Regions from separate parts of the Danio rerio genome. Here region 1 is linked to region 2. The links are chromatin contacts, called in public HiChIP or PLAC-seq maps. All regions are on one chromosome and are shown on one strand. Each heading gives the region's core, a stretch centred on a gene start, on an enhancer-like site or on the middle of the called end of the contact. The rest is flanking DNA. Distances are from core to core; before and after follow the strand shown.

Region 1 (2,700 bases), core at 117-2,616, 150 kb after region 2:
TCGTCTTTTCCAAATATGCAGACTGCATTTTTACTGCAGACACAAAGCAGTGTATATGGCAATTTGTTTAGACTCAGTCTTTCTTACTGAGCCAGCAATTTGTAATCCTCGCACCCAGTTTATGAACGTGTCCTAGACTCCCGTGGATTAAAAAAACTATAGCCACACACTTTCAAAGCGTTTGTTAATGGTTGATATTTTAGCATTTTTTTCTGAACAGCAGCCTAATTCCATAATCTCGATACTTCATCCACAGCTACAATATCAGGAGTGTTTGGAAAATCTCTAATGACAGTACTCAAAATAAGTTAATGACTATTCACTGATGAAAGCAGTTCATTCGCACAGTCTTGTTAACGTATAATACAGTATAAAGAGTTTATTCACCTCCCTGGCTCTTCTGCACCCGTTCTGGCATCAACTTCACTTCGTCATACAGAGATTTATACATCTCATGCAGCTTTTCAAACTCCTCTGAAGACATAGTGGAACAAACGAAGTCTAAAGCAAATAAACAAAATAAATGACAACAGAATAAAAGAGCGAAAATTTGAAGTCTGTTGTGGTACGAAACAATAGGGAAAAATCAGCTTCTCGGGCAATAACAAAATCCTCGGGACTGCAGCTCACGCTTCCGTGTTGGACCTCGTGATGATAGGCGGTCTTGATTTTGCCTGCAAACAAGAATGCAGATTAAAATCTTAAAGGCTGTTTTAAAATTTTAAACATCTAAAACAGCTCTATATTAATATGTGTATGCTTAATTAAAATTTTAATGCACTTCATTTTTGAAAAATGATACAAAAGTAGACTTCAATTAAACGTAGCAAATATGTAGACAGCTCGCATCATAAATACAGTGTGGGAGTTGTAGTTCATATTTTTAGGAAAACCCAAATTAATCTGTTTCGTAAATATAATCGTCGAACAATTAAAGTTTAGCTGACATAATAAATATTACCTACATATTTGCTATTCATTTACATAAATGACTTAATAGTACTATAATTCACTCTATAATATTTGATACGCTGTACGATAAAAACTATTCAGTTTCAATTTCACTTTAAATTATATTCATTTTGTTGTTTTCTATTTGTTGTTGCATACTGCAAACTTTCTCACACAAACACGCGAAGGAAAAAATACATTATTACTACATATCAATAATTAAAATAAGGCCCAACACATGTCAATAAAACAGCATGTAGTTTATTGCAAATATAATATTTAATAATAAAATATTTACAATCATTTTCAGCAACAAATTAATGACCATTCAGGAAACATTTTTGTGCAGGTGCAGACAATGAAAACTACAATCCCATCATTCCCCGGGAGCACAGCTGTAGATGTGAGTGGGAGGCTGCTGAACACATTCGGACGGACAGAGACAGACTGGAGTACAGTACAGTTACAGCAGCAGCAGCAGTGTCATGATGCTCGCGCTCGTGGCGTTCGCGGCGGGTTTAGGGCTCGTCGCGCTGATTTTAAGGCTGCTTTCTCCTCAGATCAGGTAAGTCATGTCGTTTATAGCATGAGAGATATGAAAATGACATTATGATATGATGAACGACTATACTAGCAATACATTCAATCTGTGGTGAAACGAGCACAGTGTCCAGTTGGGATGAAAACATGATGTAAAAGACTAAAGCAGAAACCACAGCCACCACTGAAGCGTACAGCCCCGTGCAGGGTCCTGTAATGGTATTAAACGATCACATCTGAACTCGAATTTCTACGTAATCTACATTACGTTACATTACGCATCAACAATGCTTTTATTATTTGGATGTAGAACGCGCTGGATATTGATTAAGGTTGTCCCGTTGCGGACCCGCCTCCACTTGACATGATCTGCTCCAGAAATCGACCAATAGAATGACAGTATAGGCGGAGCCACCCCGCCCCTCTGCTAACCGCGCTGCTTCATTGGCTCTGATGGATTGGCGATCGCTTTCTGCGTGGGACGAGTGTCTTGACAGGCATGCTGGATGGATGAACAAGAAATATACTAGAAAATAAAGCACACCCGATGTGATGAGGCGGAGTTACACCTCGAGTTTAACTGTCCTTCGTCAGTTACATAAAATAATTCAATGTAGACTATATGCAGATGGTTGTTATTAAATTGTAATGTTTATGTTGAGTTTTTATCATTCATTTATTAATTTTTTTTTCGGCTTAGTCCCTTTATTAATCTGGGGTCACCACAGCGGAATGAACCACCAATTTATCCAGCATGTTGTACGCAGTGGATGTCCTTCCAGCTGCAACCTATCACTGAGAAACACCCATACACACTCATTCACACACATACACTACGGAAAGTTCAGCTTACCCAATTCACATATACCACATGTCTTTGGACCTGTAGGGAAAACCGGAGCACCTGCAGGAAACCCACACCAATACGGGGAGAACATCCAAACTCTTCACAGAAATGCCTACTGGCACAGCCGAGGCTCGAACCAGTGACCTTCTTGCTGTGATGCAGCAGTGCTACCCACTGCGCCACCCCATATCTATTTGTTTAATGATGAATATTCAGTTGTTATTAATCAATGATCAATATGCACGTTTAATGCATCATCATGGGTATCTGAAAGTGTTTTTTAAAGATGTCAGTTAAGAGATGCTAAACACCAGTAGTTCAGCTAAGGTGACTAAGGTTAATGAGAGGGTTAAGATAAGTGA
Region 2 (2,700 bases), core at 137-2,636:
CTTTTTTTAAAATGGTATATTCAAAATAATGCTTTTTGATTATCTAAAATGTTAACATGCTCTTTGCTATTACACTGTACATGAACTGTACGCTTTTCATTTAGAAAAGTATTGTCCTGTAATAGTTTTTTTTTCAGTTGCACATATAAATGTATTAATAGATGGACTCTGGTTATCATCTCCTTTGAGTCTAAAAAAAAGTCCTTTTTCAGAGAGTCACCAAGATGTAGTTTGAAAAAAGGTTTGTGGATGTCCTTCAAGCTGTTGCTTCAATAAACCATTTTTTATTTAGCTGGATATTGCAAATTATGCAAAGAAACATTAAATAATATAAACTGTATATGCTTACTTTCACAACAAGTTTAATCAATTGGCAGTCCTGATATAACATTTTAATGATATTTTGAAATTCATCTTTTATATATGTATTAATTATAGATGTAATCATTTTTTTTATTCTATATAGAGAAGAAAATCTGTCAGCAACAGAGTTGAGTGATTGCTAAAGAGTCAGGGGTTTCTTACCAGCTGGTCAAAGTTCATCAGGAAACTCCAGTTCTTCTCCCTGTGATTAAACGGCATTTAGCGTTTTACAACATGATATTTTCATATCACCAAGCGACACTATGACATCAATTATTAAGAAGCAAAACTGTTGTGGTTTTATCATTTGACAGTGGTTTTGTGTACAGTAAGCCCGGCTGTATATACAGTTGGTTAAGAACAGGAGATGAGTAAGCGTAACACACACCGTCCAGGGGGCGCCTGGTCAACCACAATCTATCCCGTATCAAATAACGGGTCAAACAATGGCACATTTAAGAGGTTGAAAGAAAAGATTAGCTACGGTACTTCAGGGAAAGCGAGTAACAAACCGGTAAATGCATTATATTTCTACGAAAGAGAGTAATATTCGCATTCTTACCATTCCTTCACGCCGGATCGCTCCGCGCGCACAAACTCTCTCCAAACCTGGTCCTGCTTTACAGGATCTCGACTGTCCTCGTTTTGCGCCGGTGTCTCACCGTTTCTTGTCCTGCCCGCTGAATGCCTGAACACTGAGACTGAGGACTGAGAGGCGAGAGGACCGTTTGGTCTGTCCGGTAAACGGTAGCCAGCCGAAGTGGCGCGCCGCACGTTTCCTTTTCTATCCATCTCTCAGTCCTTAGCTCGTAAATCAAATATTACCATTTATTAGCTAAGCCAGGGTGAAGTGCATTTCTATATTTTGGTCAATTAACAAAGTTCTGAATTAATATTTTTAGCAAACCTCACCGTCTTGTTCTGAGGAGGATAAAAGTGTTGCGCGCGCCAATTTTCCCAGCAATCACAACACGAGCGCTGCTGCCGCCACCGCCGCCGGTTGCGCGGAGATTCTCTCTTGTTTACCCGGGCTGTTTCCCCGGGAGACAGCGGCCGATGCTGGGACACCCTCTCTGAGCTTTTGTTAATTCACGAGGAGGCTAGACATCCGCTCTTACAATGACAGCAAATTAGTATCACAAAAGACAAAGACTGAGAGTCTGGTGACATAAGAGTACAAGCAGGCATTTTAACAGGACAGCTCTCTTCATTCAGAACGTTCTAACACAAACATTTAAGGAGGAAAACTTACTATTGGTCCTTATAATGACATCAGAACATGCGGCAGACTAACAGCAGCTCAACCATGATGAAGTCTGTAGCTATTAATTCATCCAAAGCATCAGTTTTAGACACTTCCAGTTCACTGATAAAAAACGCAAAGGCACAAAGAAATGTCTTCTGAGAAGATTCATCCACACAGAAGGTAAAAGTGAGGTGAATGTTTCTGGACATTCCCAAACAAACATATTTTGAAGAAAAATCTAATCAGACTGACATCCATAGAAAGAAATGACCATGGATGTCAACTGCTAGCGGTTTGCAACATTCTTCAAAACATCTTATTTTGTGCTCAACTGAAGGGGAAAAACAACAGGTTTGAAAGAAGTAGAGGGTGAGTCAATTTTGAGAGTTGTAATATTGTCGAGTGAGTTCTCCTTTTAATATTGCCTTTTTTGTTTTCCTATGGACCTCAAGGGGGCGGTATACTCCATATTTTGTTTGCTAAAGTTAATTTGCAGCAGCCTAATCACACAAATGTAAATGAGAGAGAGAGAGAGAGAGAGAGAGAGAAGAAAAAAAAGAGAAATTTTAAGCATGTCATTTTAATTCTGAGTCTTTAAGTAAATGTTCTGTGTTAACAGTTTTTCCCTGGCATATTTTTAGAGAATAGTTCCTTTCTTTCTCTTTCTGAACTGTGGGCTGAACTAAGTTCACATACAGTGTCACAGTGTTAAATAATTTATCTGAGTTCAGTAAAGCCTGTGATTCACTGTGACAGTAGTTCTGACTTCTGCTCGGGGTTCAGGTGATGTTGTACCTGCAGTGAGTCAGTTGGTTCCAATTCTGCACACCTAATGGAAATATCGACATCAGATAGAGAACATCCAAATTAAGATAAAATATATTAAGATGAAATATATGGGGACTTACCTTTTTTAAGGGTGAGTAAAGGATGACAGAATTTAAATGTTTGGGTGAACTATCCATTTAATTAGTTTTAAAAGTTGTAGTTTTTTCCAGCTGTTTGGAGAATAGTTTACTTATATAGTTTAAGCCTGTTTTGTTAATGAAGCATATGGCTGGGATGTTAGAAACAAATACATGCAAATACAA

What was found. HiChIP or PLAC-seq counts read pairs in DNA pulled down with a chosen protein or histone mark.
Region 1: an H3K4me3 HiChIP or PLAC-seq map of embryo shows a contact between it and region 2, with 6 times the contacts expected there. The contact joins the promoter of rdh12 here to the promoter of cimip5 in region 2. A contact is called at or near these places in 1 of 18 Hi-C or Micro-C datasets (caudal fin) and 2 of 4 datasets of contacts at active chromatin or transcription factors (embryo and gastrula embryo).

What each region holds. Positions count from the first base shown.
Region 1 is chr13:36,493,566-36,496,265 of GRCz12tu, forward strand. rdh12 (retinol dehydrogenase 12) reads left to right here and starts at 1,367. Exons shown (of 7, transcript NM_001002325.2): 1 at 1,367-1,516. The coding sequence starts at 1,437. vti1b (vesicle transport through interaction with t-SNAREs 1B) reads right to left here and starts at 618. Exons shown (of 6, transcript NM_201036.1): 1 at 388-618. The coding sequence starts at 484.
Region 2 is chr13:36,343,966-36,346,665 of GRCz12tu, forward strand. It overlaps cimip5 (ciliary microtubule inner protein 5), which reads right to left and starts at 1,387. Exons shown (of 4, transcript NM_001327781.1): 1 at 1,276-1,387; 2 at 926-1,169; 3 at 526-565. The coding sequence starts at 1,155. LOC141377030 (a long non-coding RNA gene) reads left to right here and starts at 1,110. Exons shown (of 3, transcript XR_012388819.1): 1 at 1,110-1,789; 2 at 1,870-1,978.